Linked DNA regions of Mus musculus: all the other regions are linked to region 3. A link is a contact called in public ChIA-PET, HiChIP or PLAC-seq and promoter capture Hi-C data. All regions are on one chromosome and are shown on one strand. The core of a region is the stretch at or near the end of the contact, and the rest is flanking DNA. Distances in the headings are between cores, read along the strand shown. Region 1 holds the start of Sass6 (SAS-6 centriolar assembly protein). Region 2 holds the start of Rtca (RNA 3'-terminal phosphate cyclase). Region 3 holds the start of Frrs1 (ferric-chelate reductase 1). Region 4 overlaps Cdc14a (CDC14 cell division cycle 14A). Region 5 holds the start of Cdc14a (CDC14 cell division cycle 14A).

Evidence for each region. Promoter capture Hi-C pulls out the DNA fragments that hold promoters and counts their contacts. ChIA-PET counts read pairs in DNA pulled down with a chosen protein or histone mark. HiChIP or PLAC-seq counts read pairs in DNA pulled down with a chosen protein or histone mark.
Region 1: a contact with region 3 is called in a promoter capture Hi-C map of hematopoietic stem and progenitor cells. The contact joins the promoter of Sass6 here to the promoter of Frrs1 in region 3. A contact is called at or near these places in 12 of 39 promoter capture datasets (the C10 cell line, the HPC-7 cell line, the SN4741 cell line and 6 more), 6 of 484 Hi-C or Micro-C datasets (cerebellar granule neurons, embryonic stem cells, myocytes and 2 more), 11 of 115 datasets of contacts at active chromatin or transcription factors (the 230-238 cell line, bone marrow-derived macrophages, effector CD8 T cells and 7 more) and 3 of 9 other capture datasets (adipose tissue, liver and macrophages).
Region 2: a promoter capture Hi-C map of the HPC-7 cell line shows a contact between it and region 3. The contact joins the promoter of Rtca here to the promoter of Frrs1 in region 3. A contact is called at or near these places in 23 of 39 promoter capture datasets (the 3T3-L1 cell line, 3T3-L1-derived adipocytes, the C10 cell line and 15 more), 9 of 484 Hi-C or Micro-C datasets (CD8 T cells, bone marrow-derived DN2 thymocytes, bone marrow-derived macrophages and 4 more), 10 of 115 datasets of contacts at active chromatin or transcription factors (the 230-238 cell line, bone marrow-derived macrophages, craniofacial prominence and 5 more) and 3 of 9 other capture datasets (adipose tissue, liver and macrophages).
Region 4: a contact with region 3 is called in an RNA polymerase II ChIA-PET map of memory CD8 T cells, with 8 read pairs. The contact joins the enhancer-like site here to the promoter of Frrs1 in region 3. A contact is called at or near these places in 1 of 484 Hi-C or Micro-C datasets (the G1E-ER4 cell line), 4 of 115 datasets of contacts at active chromatin or transcription factors (bone marrow-derived macrophages, fetal liver, memory CD8 T cells and 1 more) and 1 of 9 other capture datasets (liver).
Region 5: a contact with region 3 is called in an H3K27ac HiChIP or PLAC-seq map of microglia, with 8 times the contacts expected there. The contact joins the promoter of Cdc14a here to the promoter of Frrs1 in region 3. A contact is called at or near these places in 4 of 39 promoter capture datasets (cranial neural crest, embryonic stem cells, hematopoietic stem and progenitor cells and 1 more), 9 of 484 Hi-C or Micro-C datasets (CD4 T cells, CD8 T cells, the G1E-ER4 cell line and 3 more), 8 of 115 datasets of contacts at active chromatin or transcription factors (the 230-238 cell line, bone marrow-derived macrophages, embryonic stem cells and 4 more) and 3 of 9 other capture datasets (adipose tissue, liver and macrophages).

Annotation. Positions count from the first base shown.
Region 1 is chr3:116,593,607-116,596,306 of GRCm38.p6, forward strand. It overlaps Sass6 (SAS-6 centriolar assembly protein), which reads left to right and starts at 1,352. Exons shown (of 17, transcript NM_028349.3): 1 at 1,352-1,572. The coding sequence starts at 1,508. It overlaps Trmt13 (tRNA methyltransferase 13), which reads right to left. Exons shown (of 12, transcript NM_030016.3): 2 at 1,033-1,987. The coding sequence starts at 1,179.
Region 2 is chr3:116,506,897-116,509,596 of GRCm38.p6, forward strand. Rtca (RNA 3'-terminal phosphate cyclase) reads right to left here and starts at 1,279. Exons shown (of 11, transcript NM_025517.3): 1 at 1,049-1,279; 2 at 855-955; 3 at 1-82. The coding sequence starts at 1,093.
Region 3 is chr3:116,860,235-116,862,934 of GRCm38.p6, forward strand. It overlaps Frrs1 (ferric-chelate reductase 1), which reads left to right and starts at 1,446. Exons shown (of 17, transcript NM_009146.3): 1 at 1,446-1,475.
Region 4 is chr3:116,373,357-116,376,056 of GRCm38.p6, forward strand. All of the region lies in intron 4 of Cdc14a (CDC14 cell division cycle 14A), which reads right to left. Among named protein-coding and RNA genes, the nearest start is that of Cdc14a, 49 kb to the right of the region's middle. Within about 2 kb of position 1,320, at least 42 of the 459 cell types and tissues checked have an H3K27ac peak or open chromatin away from gene starts, as enhancers often do. A contact at or near this core is called in memory CD8 T cells, where this site is marked.
Region 5 is chr3:116,422,772-116,425,471 of GRCm38.p6, forward strand. Cdc14a (CDC14 cell division cycle 14A) reads right to left here and starts at 1,261. Exons shown (of 16, transcript NM_001080818.2): 1 at 666-1,261. The coding sequence starts at 714. Gm40125 (a long non-coding RNA gene) reads left to right here and starts at 1,480. Exons shown (of 3, transcript XR_867571.3): 1 at 1,480-1,912.

The DNA.
Region 1 (2,700 bases), core at 102-2,601, 270 kb before region 3:
TGAAGATACGCACACTGAATTTTAGAGAAAGTTAAGGAATTTTCAGTATTAAAAAAAACAACATTATTTCATGTATAGACTTTTAAATTAAATTCCAGTGTGATTCTTTGATGGAGACCAGCTAGTTGGGAGGCTAAGGCAGGAGAATTCCTGGGATCAGATGTTCAAGACCAATATGAGCAATTCAGCAAGATCCCCATCTCAAAAACAGAAAGTTGTCTTTCAAGGGAAATAGTACTCTAACTTTCAAAGCGTAATCACAGAACACACACACACACACACACACACACACACACACATTTTTAAAATCTATTGTTTGAGTTTAGAAACAGTGTATAGCAGGTTAGTAAAATGTTTTCTTTTTTGGTGTAGAGGGTAATGAGGCTTCCTGTGACTTTAGACTTAACTCTCCAGGAAAACACCTTATGAACTTGTAATTATTATTCTGGGACGGAGAAGGAAAAATAAACGTAAAATAACAAACTTCAAAGTTGAAAGCAAAGTTTTTTGTTTTGTTTTGTTTTGTTTTTTTCTTTTTTTTGTCTCTCAACAGACATTAATGTCATAAGACATTTTGGTTGTAAGTGCAAAAGTATTAGTGGCTCCTAATGTATAAAGAACAGGCAAATTACTAATCTACAAGTCTAAACAAACAAACAAAAATTGTTTCTAAGTTTCTTCCCCATGCATTCACAAGTGGTTATCGTTCAAAAACAATAACTATAATTAATTAGAACCCAGTTAATAAAACCTAGTGATCTTTTTCAAGCACTCCTTTATAAAAATAATCACTTCCCCTGAGGATGGGGGACTAGCGGAAGGAAGGATGAGTGTAAGGGTCTCTGAGACAGCAGAGGGAGCTTTTAGTACAAGAAAGCAATGCTCCTCGGGGGCTCCTCGCGGCTCCGAGCGGTGGGCAGAACTGCATTTACTTAAATCCATGGGACGGAAGCAGGAACCTGTCAAAGGGGCGAGACTGGGGTCCAGCACCCACAGACCCGCGACTCCCAGGAAGGGAGGGCGATAGCTGACCTCGGCGGAGCCAGCGTGTTCGCCACAGAACCTTTTCCCCGCGGCCGCCACCATCCTGCAGAAGCGCTTCTTCTTTTCTACGAAGTAGTTGCATCTGCCGTCGATGGGAAATCCGATCGAGGGCGAAGTCGCCGCCGGAGCCTCCATAACGCTGGGTCCTTTTGAAAGCCTGGCTCAGCCCAAAGTTGTCAGTCCCCTTTGGTCCCACTTCCCTTAACAAACGTGGCCGCCTGAGGGGGGTGGGTCCACGGAAATGACGCATCAGCCCGGCTCGGTCGGTGCCCGAACCGGAAAAAGGTGACGGTGGCTGACGAGGTCCAAAGCTCCTTCGTTCCCTCTGTTTATCGTTTCCCTCCTCCTCCGCGGGAGCTGAGCGCCAAACTCAAACTCATCGGGACCGGCTCTTCTTTGCAGCCGGGACCGAAGGCCGGGCCTACTGGGCTTCTTCACCCTCCCGTCGGGGCAGCGGTCCGACATGAGTCAAGTTCTGTTCCAGCAGCTTGTTCCCTTGCTAGTGAAATGCAAAGACTGCGAGGAGAGGTGAGCTCCCGGAGCCGGCGGGTGGCGGTTGGGGTCGCGCCAATGGGGAAGATGGCGGCTGGGTTCCGTGGGGATCGGTCGGTCCGCGGGTGTCGGACTGTCACACCGGGAATCGGGAAGGGACCCTGCGGACTTAATGGATACCTTTGTTTGTGGCCGGGCCGGCCGTTGCGGAGGGGACGCGAGGAAAGGGAATGAGGAAATGGCAAGCCGACTCCTTCACGTCCGTGTTCTGGCCCTCAGCGGGACAGAGCCCAGCCTGTCCTTTCTGGGTGGCAACTCTGATTCTCCCTGTCATTTCCACAAAAGCTTCACGGTGACTTCAGGGAGCTGTCCGCACTAGGATTCAGGTCGCCCGGCCCTTCACTCATGCTCTCCTTTGAAGAACACTGGGGGTGAAGCTTTAGAACTCCATCTAAAAACAAAACAAAACGTTCAGTGACATATTTCGGTTCATCCGCACGTCAGTTTCAATCATTTAACCAACTCCCAAAACTGGAAAAATCAGGAATTCTGTACATTCAAAACATAAGTCAACCCGTAAAGCCCTTCGTCGGACCCCTGGGGATACCTTGATCTTCACAGAGTTTACACTAGGGTATCTTATCGCACAGATGAATGCAAACTTGCCACACTAACCACAGGCGATCTGATTTTTCCCTCTTTTACTAATAACTTTTTAGTTGTTAGTTTCTGTGAACATTACATTTTCTCATTTGCTAAATTGATTTAATATGTCTAGCTGTTCATTTGATTGCAATGAAGACCAGGTGTGAAAATGTTTGTAGAAACTAAACGGTGAAAAAAATGTTGAATTAAAAAACAACAAAAACAAAAAGAAGACACTGATGTATTGAGTCGCTGGACTGTTAAACTGTGGTATGCGATTTAAAATTAGGTCCAGAATCAACCAGCAAAGCAGTCAGAAAAATGGACTTAAAACATCAGCCGTATATAGGAATCTGTAGGTTATTTAATTGTCTTATTGTTTGTTTGATTTTGACAGTTGAAGTGGTGCCCTCACTTAGCATGCTCTACCACTGATGTGTAACCCCCACCCCACCCCAGCCTCTCATTGGTGATTATTTTGTGATGTTTAATATATAGACATGTAGTTATTGAATTCGG
Region 2 (2,700 bases), core at 29-2,528, 350 kb before region 3:
CTCTGTTGAGCCGATTTCTGCTCCCTCCAGGTGCCCGCCACACAAATCACGAACCATTTCCAGTCCAGATAAATGCTGAGGCCTTCAGGTCATAAGACTGCATCAAAACGTGTGCCATCAGACTGCCTATACCCCACTCTATGACAGTTACAAAAGCAATGGCCAGAAAACAAGTGTGATGTCTTCCAACAGGAGAACTTTGTCTGGGGCTTTTGATTTCATTCAATGACCACCCCGTGACACCAGTACTACCTAAATTATGTACTCCTCATCCCTAAATTCCCACCTTGAGGCCTCAACCCACACAAAATGTGATCATTTAAACAGGCCTTTTAAAGGTACAATCAACATAAGGGAGGCTATTAGGGGGTGCGGTAATACAATTTGACTGCTATTCTTATGAAAAGAGAGGGTGAGATTAGAGGAACAGGGATGTAGTTCAGTGGGTAGAGGGCGTGCACAGTGTGGAGGAGGCCTTAGGTTTTATTTCCAGAACCACATAAACTGGGCATGGTGGCACACAGCTGTAATTATAGCATCTGAGAGGTGGAAACAGGAGAATCGAAAGTTCAAGGTTATTCACCCTAGCAGAGAAGTTCCGGATTACCCTGGACTAGATGATATCTTGCAAGAACAATTAACAATAAACCTACCATGACAAGAACATGGACAAGCTACCCTGTTTCAAGGCGTCCTAAGGACAACTAGCGGCCTGCCCTATGGACAGAAACGGAGAGCAAAGGCCGCACTCTTAATTGCCGCCCGGGCCTCCTCCCCCCTAGAACCCGGGCTCCGATCTCCGGGCTCCCAGGCCCCCTACCCAAACTCCCCGCCCGCCCGCCCGCCCGCAGTACCTGAGGCCCGGCGTGCTGCGGCCCGCGCGGATCTTCTGCACGCGCAAGGGTAGGCCCAGGAGGCAGCTCAGGGCGGTGGAGACCCTGAGGATCTGGCCGCCCTGTAGAGAGCACCGGGGTGGAGAAATGACAGAGGTTGAATGGAGGCCCCCGCCGCCACGGCTCGCCCCGGCCCCTAGCAGTCCCACACTCACCCCTTCCATGATCCCACCGTCCACCTCCACCCGCTGGCCCTCCATGGCGGGCGCCTCTGAGCCCGGCCGGCAGCGACCACGTCCCTGCTGCAACCGGCAAAAGACGAGGCGCCCGCAAGCCCGCAGGCCTGATAGTGCGCTTCCGGGCCGAGCTCGCCGGAAGGAGAAAGAACCCGCGCCTCCCGGGAAACTGTTGCTGTGGAAACGAATTCCCCAGGGGACCCTGCCGGCAGCTGTACGCATGCGCTCCACCCAGCGCTCAGAGAGGCCGCGCGGGGCGTTGTGCGACTGTGTACCCAAACTAGCAGGGAACTGGGCTGGCCACAAGGGGGTGACACAGCAAAACCTTCAGGCTCCAGAAGCCCTTTCCCCCCAACAGGTACATTCTTCAGTTATCCCCCAGGCTGGTATTTTATTTTCCCAATCATGTGTAAGCACTGCCTTCTCCAGCATCCTCGGGTACCTCAAAGACTGGGAAATGAGGCTGAATTGTGTGATGAAACATCACTGTCGCCTAATTTCGATACTGTACTAACACAGTATTTTGGAAGCATGTAGATTACTTAAATCAATCTGGAACGTGCTCCAAGATGTGAATGGTTACTTGAAATGTTACCGTCAGAGCCTGGCCCCTGGCAGGCCTTAACAAAGTAGGCTCAGCCAACACCTTCTCAGTAGCCAAGCCAAGAAATAAGTATTAATGGAAGGCAGAAAGAAGAGATCTGTTACGTGTGGTCCCATTGGGAAGAGAAAAAAATAAATAAATAAACCTAGTCTATCTTCAGGGTTCTGATGGAAAGCTTAGGTTTAAGTAGAGAGCAACAGTGATTCACATGCAAGCAGTCCTAATCTAGGTGTGGTCCAGGCCAACACTGACCTGCCATCGACTCAATCTCTTCTGCAAAGTGGTCTAGCAGATTTTAGAACTGTAAAATCTCTTCCTGGGGCTGGCGAGATGGCTCAGTGGTTAAGAGCGCCGACTGTTCTTTCAAAGGTCCTGAGTTCAAATCCCAGCAACCACATGGTGCCTCACAACCATCCGTAACGAAATCTGATGCCCTCTTCTGGGGTATCTGAGGACAGCTACAGTGTACTTACATATAATAAATAAATAAATCTTTTTTTAAAAAAAAATCTCTTCTTGGATGACAAACTTGCCCCCCGGCTGGCTCGGGAACTCCGGCTTTTCCCATGGCCTAGCATGAGACTCAGAGAAACTTCCTTGTCTCATGGTCCGCTAAACCAAAGGGAGAGGCACAAACCCATTATAGTGTACAGAAGATGGTTTAGCGGCCTAAGAACCTAAAAAAAGGAGATACCAGTGATATAATTTTACAGACAGGAAATAATAAGACATTGAAGCAAGGCTGCTGTGCGAATATACATGTTGTACTTTTTAAAAATTATTATTATGTGAATGGGCATAATGTGTACACATTCATCTGTACACAGAGGCCTGAAGAGGGTATCGAATTCCCTGTGACTGGAATTCCAGAGGATTGTGAGCCACCAATCACACGGGTGAGAATCTGACCTGGGTCCTATGGAAGAGCAGCCATCTTCCCTGTGGTACCTTGATTATCATACATATTAGATTCCTATTACATAAATATAACACCCTCTGAAGAAAGCTAATCCTTTTTGTTTTTATT
Region 3 (2,700 bases), core at 196-2,695:
CAACCATGGCTTATAGGGGTCCTAGTTGAACCCCAAGTCTGTGGTTTTGAGCTGAAAAAATCAGTTGACTTAGTTGAAAAGTTTTAATGCCCCAAGCTGCTTTAGGTTGGAAACAAGATTTGGGCTCTCATTACTTAAAGCCCCCCTTTTAATTTTCTGGGGCGGTGGCTGCTGCGGGGGTGGGGCGGGTGGGGTTGAGGGTGGGGCGTTTGTTAAATGTTAACAGTTCTTCCTAGGCCGTTCAGAGGTGGGTGTTCTTTCCTATCTCTTCTTTTCAAATGGATCTAAAGAATTTACTGGTGTTGCGCAATGGGTAACCACAGGTCAAAGCCTGCCTCACGATCCTTCCCCCAACCCACACGTCCTCCCAAGTTAGGACGACGTGGTTAACATTTTTCAGATATAGATTTTTTTCCCTAGCACTGAACATGTTCTTTTGCAAAATAATGCAAGGCACAGACTAAAAAGAGACAATGGGAAGCCACAGCCACACGCATTTCAAGTTGTACTTTACAAAAAGAAATCTCGAAAGAGTCCTTTCAACTTTTATAATTTGTGCACTTTGGGTGGTGGTAGTGCAGACCTTTAATCCTGGCAATGTGGAGGCAGAGGCAGGAGGATCCCTGTGAGTTTGAGACCCGACTGGTCTACACAGCTAGTTCTAGAACAGCCAAGGCTACACAGAGAAACAGTGTCTCACACCCCCCCCACCAAAAACAAAACAAAACAAAACTGTGCGCTACGATTTCTTTACAAAATTTTGTAGGTAACTAAATAGTATGTGGAGTGCTGCTAGATTTAAGAAAAAAAAAAAAAAAAAAAAAAAAAGGGTGGGGTGGGGAGAAGGACTAAAGCTGGGAGTGGTGGTCCACCCATTTAACCCAGAAGGCGGCAGAGGCACAGCTAAGGCTGCTGCACAGAGAAACCCGGTCTCAAAACAAAAACAAAGGGGGCGGAGGTGGTCCTGTAAATTCTCACGGTGAACTTCAATTCTATATTTAGCCAGTCATTAAAAAGCAAACCAAACCAAGCCATCAGCATGCCTGTGGTACTGCGTACTTCAGTACTCACACTGCTAACTGAAATTGCAGTGGAACTGGGTATCCTACTTATTTGCTGAATATGGCTACCTCGCTCAGGCAGGAGGAGCAGGTGCCTTTGTCTTTGAGTCACAGGCAACAGGTATGCATTCAAATAGGCTGGTAGAGAAAACCAAGGAAAGTGTAATTTGCTCAGTGCAACAGTAGCTAGTGAGTTAAAAACACGCAGAGCGTTTTTATTTTTTAGAAACAGAACCCTTCTAGTTTCACATGTGCAGTCCTAAAGCCCATCCCGGGCTCGGAAACCAGGTAGGGCAGCTTGGGTCGCCAGCCTTCCCTGCCGGTTTCCCAGTAAGCTGGCTCCGCCTAGTTGCAGCTCCGCGGTACCCGCCGGAGCCAAGCCGGAAGTTGCTCAGGCTGCCTCTGCTGCTCAAGGTAAGAGCCCGTTCTGTTTAGTTTTCTGTGTCAAGACTCTTGGTAAAGCTTATAAAAATCAGAGCTAGCTGGGCGACGGCGGCGAGAGCAGGCACCTTGCGTGGTCTGGCAGTCAGGAGGCTGGAGGAGGGCTGCGCTCGCCGGCAGGGTTGTCTTGATCTGTCTAGCGATTTAGTTTCCCAATATGCCTCGTGACTTTGACTAAAGAGCCCTAATCCCCAAAATGGGGTAGTTGTAAGGACAGACGAGCATGAGGGCCCGAAAAGTATTGACTTTAATTTGTGCTCCATAAGAAAAATTGAACAACGGAAACTTGACTTTTGCATTGAAACCTAATGTCATAGTTTGCCCATGTGCGAGTTACTCGTGTGTGTGTGTGTGTGTGTGTGTGTGTGTGTGTGTGTGTGTTCTTATGTCTGTGCATGTCCAGCAGCCTCTTCTCTTCTCCTTTCTTTTCTTTCCTTTCCTTTTTTTCTCTTCTCTTCTCTTCTCTTCTCTTCTCTTCTCTTCTCTTCTCTTCTCTTCTCTTCTCTTCTCTTTTCTCTTCTCTTCCTCCTCTTCTCGTCTCGTCTCGTCTCGCTCTTCTCTTCTCTTCTCTTCTCTTCTCTCCCTCTCCCTCTCCCTCTCCCTCTCCCTCTCCCTCTCCCTCTCCCTCGCTTTTCTTTCCTTTCCTTTTTTCTTTCCATAATGTCTAAGGTCAAAGGGAAAATTTCAACTAACAAATGTGCTTTCTGGAATTTCTCCTAACATAGCTAAACTTTAAACTTTCAGTTCAGCTACAGGTATGTAAGTCTGCAATGGTGGAGGAAAATGTGATACAAGTTTCTATTAGCTAATAGTACATTTCTAAGAAAAGAACACTTACTTCAGGTTGGTACAACTAGGCAAGATTCCAAGGAAAGAAGGCTATTTTATCCGGAGCCCTGGCTTAGGATCTCATTAAGTAGCCTTAGCTGTCCTGGAACTTTCTCTATAGAACAGGTTGGTCTCAAACTTACAGAGATCTGCTTGCCTCTGCCTTCTGACTACTATGATTAATAGTGTGTGCCTGGTTAGGTGTTTTATTTAATTCTTACAAAGTAGTTTTTTTTTTTTTTTTTTTTTTTTTTTTTAAACTGGTACTGCCTCCAAAAATAAGAAGCCTAAGTGAGAGTGAGAATAAATAATTTGCTCTGGGTCACAACAGTGGTCCCTGACAGGTGATAATGGGTAAATGGATCAAGGT
Region 4 (2,700 bases), core at 70-2,569, 490 kb before region 3:
GGAACAATTGAGGACATTAAATAGGCAAGCCTGTGGTTACGAAGCAGAAACCCACTGTGTTCCCAACGGCCTGCGTCTGGTCTACTTTAAATCTACCAGGCTCGGTATTCTAATTAAAACACAATAATAAGACCGAATCTTATCTTCTGCAGTCTGGTTGAAGCCAGTATATAGAAAACCCTTCCAATCCAATAGAAACCACAGACCAGGAAGTCAGCAACGAAGAACACAGTACTGCCTAACAAAGATGGAGACACAATGTACCGTAAGGGGGAAGCAGAATTGGGCCTCACATCACCACCCCATCACTTACGTCTACCCTAAAAATCCTTCATCCCACATCTTCATAGAAATGGGCTGTGACTTCGTTTGTTTGTCTGAGGTTCTGTTTGCTCTGAAATGCCCTCATGACATCTCTACATTTTCATCTGGAGTTTGGGTTAAGTAGACAGATGACAAGCAGCAGACACGATTGTGTTTATCTCAAAATTCATTTGGATGAGAAACACTCCTTCCACCTCTCTCATGGATACAACCAGAGTGGAGCTAGCGGGAGCCTTTGATGGGCTGTTTTTTGGGAGGATTGCAGATATTAGCCACATGTGTCTCCTCATTTAATTTCATGGAAAGCAGAATTTTCATAATCAGCCTGAATAGATGTCTCTCCAGAGCTGATGATGCGACTGGGACAGTCGCACATCTCTTGCTAGAACTGTTTCAATGACACCGTGGACTGCTTATGCCTGATTCGAGCCCATGTGCCAACACACACATCACCGACAGTTAAATCATAAGGACGTAGGCCAAGCCTTTGCCAAGCAAACCGAAGAAAACCACACCAATAGAAAATCTTCCCCTCTCTCTTTTCCTCTTCTTCTCTTTCTGCTGCCACCTTGTCTCTCGCTCCCAATAAAACCTCTTCCACATGAAAAAAAAAAAAAAAAAAAAAACAGAATGGGGGATGGAAGAAAATGTGTGGCCCCTAGAGTACCTAAGTCCTTCATATTCCTGGAGTAACCACAGGTTACATGTTACATACATGTATACCCAGGTAAGCATATGCCTGTGTATAACCTATCAGTCACTGTCAGAAGGCAACCTCTAGGTAAAACTCGGTTCAAATCAGGCTCAAATCAGAACATGTTTATGATCAAGATACTAGTGGCTGATGTAAGTCATGATTAAACATTTAAGTTTTTCAAACATCTGTCATTTTGTATGATAACTCTTTCACTTACAAATGAACTACACTTCAAAGCTTACTTAAAAAGGCAAATATCTCAAACTCCGGATATACTTTACCCAAGATCAAAGCTCAAAGTTGAAGCCAGTGATGACAACCTGGCAACCTGTGTTCAGTCTCCAGAAACCATGTAAAAGTGAAAGGAGAAACAGACTCCACAAAGTTGCCCTCTGACCTCTAACCTCGGAGTTCACCAGGGCACATGTGTGCCTGCCCGCACTCACTCGCACACAAAATAATAATAAATAAAAGTAAAATCTTAAAAATAAGGAAACCGTGAGGGAATGAATGAGTACATTCTCAGTGACTCTACATTGAAATCTGAACTACTTCAATTGTTTTAACAGTATTGTATTATATTTATGTCAATTCTATTTCAAAATGCATAACTCTCCTTAATATTTGACATTTTTATCTAAGGCTGATTTAAAACCTGGGGCAATGAGAAGTGGGGCAGAGATAAGAGGAGAGATTTTCCTTGTGGTAACAAATGGGAACTGTTGGGAAGGAAACACTTTCTGAGCACACACAGCAAGAGGGCTGCAAAGCAGAGATGGAGCCCAGTCAAGATTGGATGTTTTCCATCAAACCATGGCCTGAGATCTGCCAGGAATGGAGAAGGTAAACCAGGCTCTCAGTGTTCATTCAGTAACCAGATCATGTAACCAAGGAACATTAAACAACAACAGTGTTCTCTAAGTTAAATTTTTAGTTGAATGTAGCAGAGTGTGCCTGTAACACCAGCACTCAGAGATCAAGACACAGGGAGCTCAGGTTTGAAGCCAGCCTGGGTGACATCACAAGACCTTATCTCAAAAATAATAAGCAATTTCAAAACATTTTCAAATATCTTTCTCCTGGTTTTCTCTGGGTTTTGAGGAGTTTGCGGGGGAGATGTTAAGGCAAACTTTCAAGGCAGAGCCACACTGCATACAACTCAGGTCTCACAGCTCCTGCCTGGTAATGTGTAAGCGCCTTCTCTTTGAACTTACTCAAGAAGAGAAAACTAACAATGGACTCAAACAAGGAACTGGTTGTTCTCTTCCAGTGTTTACCAAAGAGTTGTTGCTTGGAGAATGCAGGAGAAACAAGAGCTTGCCCCACTAGGTGGGTGTTTACAGAACAGATCCTGTGGTCATTTGTCTGTACATTAGCCTGAACTTTGCAAACAAATGCCACATGACAAGATTGTCCTTCAAGAAGAGAAAAGAATTGATCCCTCTTAAGCATGCAAAGGTCTTGTTTTGAAGTAAGCAGGTTCCTACATGCCATCGCTCACTAATTTCCACAAACGAGAACACAGACAAGTAAAGGCAACCACAGACCTACCTTACCACACACTTACTTTATAGAAAATACATCTTCCTTCCTTGTAGCTACTAGGAATTCCCACCCCCATCCCCACACACCCTGCCTCACCTCTGACCCCCATTCCGGCTCACTTTAGTGAATACACA
Region 5 (2,700 bases), core at 11-2,510, 440 kb before region 3:
TGGGATTCTTGGAGAAACAGGATCTTCCAGAAAGCTACAGAGCCCCAAAAGCACATCTTGCTAAGAGGCTAGAAGACCCAGCAGGGGGCAGAGCATCTTCTGAGTTCCCTCACCCCCTGGTTGCGTGCGGGCGGGTGCAGACAGGAGCTGTGGGTACCCGCAAAACTGGAGACACAAGTTTGGTTCGGAAACCTTCAGACCTCAGCTGCGGTGGAATGGGAAAAGAGGCGAGCTTCTGCCGCTGCAGCTTAGCAGACTTCAAGAGGAAGGAAGGAAAGATAGGGGGGTGTGGTTGGGGGTAGGGGGTGTCCCAAAAACACGGGCCAGCCACCGAGGAAGTAGAGAGTTAGCGGATGGAGGATTAAAACCAGCAGGCTCCCCACCAAGATAGGTTTGCAGGAGGATCCCAAGCAGAGAAGCCTGCACTGTCCGGGTACGAGGAAGCTGCAGAGGGAGTGAGAACGCGAAAAAAGAAGCCGGAAGCAGGGGGTCCTCCGGGAGTTGAGTAGCGAGAAGGGGCCCGAGCGCCGAGCCGCAGTACTGAGGGACACAGGGCCCGAAAAGAAACCCAGCATAGAGGCTTGGGACAAAGGGGTGAGCCGTGAGGAGTTGGGGGGGGGGAGTGGCGTGGAAGGGCCGGAGGATGCCGGGTGGCTGCTCCTCACCTTTCATGAACTCGCAAGCCCCGATTAGTTCCCCAGACTCCGCTGCCATCTTAAGCGAGATCCGCACGGGGGAGGGCTGGGTCGTGGCCAGCTGAGGTCACCCGCCCCCGGGGGCTTCCCCACTGCCCAAGAGCTGGGAGCTCGCGGTCCCAATCACCGAGCCTGCCTGAGGGAGGAGGCAGTCGCCCAAGGCGGAGGCAGCTGCAGGGTCAGCGCGTGGGGCGCCCCGGGGACATTCCGTGGGGAACCGAACCCGCTGGGCGCGGGACGCACACGCCCCGGGCTGTAACCGCTGTGATCCGGACTCTGCGGCGGCGGCGGCTGCTGCTGCTTCTCGAGCTGCAGCTCCTCCTTCTCGCGCTGCACCGTCTCCACCAAACCTGGACGGCGCACACCAGCTCCCAAGGCCGGGCAAAGTCTTTCCCCGGCTCCCAAAGTGATCATGGAGGACAAGACGTTTGGCCCGGATCGCGCCCGTGGCCACTCGTGCGGCAGCGGGCAGGACTCCGGAGGTGTCCGCGGGGCTAGTAGCAGCTGCTCAGACTCCTCCTTCGCCACCTCCTTTCAGCAGCAACTCTTCCTCCCTCTCCTCCTCCTCCTCCTCTTAGGTCCGCCCCCAGACCTGCCTCCCCGCCCTCCCTCGTCCCCCTCCACTTTCACCACTCCGCGGCCATCCCTTAAAGGGACAGCTCGGCTCCTTTCTCTGAGCCGGCCTCGGGCCCCAGTTACCAGGCGCCCCGCGGGTCACTAGGAGCCAGTTGCTAAGGCTTTGTTGCCTTTCACCAATTGCTACACAGGAAACTTGGCCCTCTGCCTGGGTGGGGTGGGGGTGGGGTGGATGTCAGGCGGAGCCACAAACTTATGAATGAAAAAGGATGGGTAGAGAGGAGTGAATGCCTCCCAGGAAGCTGCGACTGCCTGGCGGGCTGAGATGCTGTCTCCACGTCTGCACCGGCTAGCTCTTCTTCCACACCAGATTTTTTTTTGTCTCTCAAGCTCTTTCCTGCTTCACTCAGTTTCTTCTAAACTCGCGCGCGCGCACACACACACACACACACACAGAGACACACACGCACGCGCGCGCAGACACACACATTGAAAAACCTCAGACCTTCTCCATGTCGGGTCGTACCGCTAGCTATCTTTCCACCAACCCCTATTCTCACCACTATCGGATCTGTGTCTTTATAACCAATTTTCAAAAGAAGCGATACCTCCTAGCTCCTGAGTACACGGACTGATGCCCTGTAAGTACTAGAGTCTGCTCTCACCTAGGCTTTGTTCTCAAGGGGGAAAAAAATTCCCGTCCAGTTCTCCAAGTCCTTTCATTTTGGCCACAGGTGTGAGCGCAAAATTACACCAGAAGTGTAAGGCTCTAGTCTCGGACTGTAGGCTATCCTAGGCGAAGGGAGAAGAGGGAAAAGGATCTCTTGTCCACAAGAGAAATGAACAGAAGATTTCTGTAGTCTTGGCTGGAGCGTTGCAAAGGAGTACAAAGGCTCCTCTCCAGGAGGCCCCGGACTTGTTCGGCAACGTTTTGATCCAGTTTGGAGAACTTTAATGCTGGGAGCCCTAGGGACGGAACTAGTGGCCAGCCCTTCCCTTACGAAAATGGCGCTACTGAACCACTATCACCAGAGCATGCGCTCTGAGTGGTTTCTCCTTGAAACGGGGATTTGTGCAAGCCTTTGAAAGCTCGCAGTTGCGTGTTGACCTCTAGGGAGAGAGGGGGCGCTCGAGCAAAGTGCCGGCTGAAGCAACTTGGAACACTGACTCCAGGGAGGCAATTCTTAGGCCATTCTTCTGCTCTGCCGGCTTTCCATAAAGCTAAACAAGCACAAAACTAAGTGGATACTACTTTGATATACTGGAAAGTTATTCAGAGCATCTCGGTAATTCTAGCCAAACACATCCTTGGTAAGGGAGTTAAAAAGACACCCTCTCCTTACATTCAAAAGTTAACCCCGAAAAAGAAACAGACTTTACAACTGTAAAAGTCCTGAAAGTTGTAATGAGCCTTGAACCCTTTTGAAGT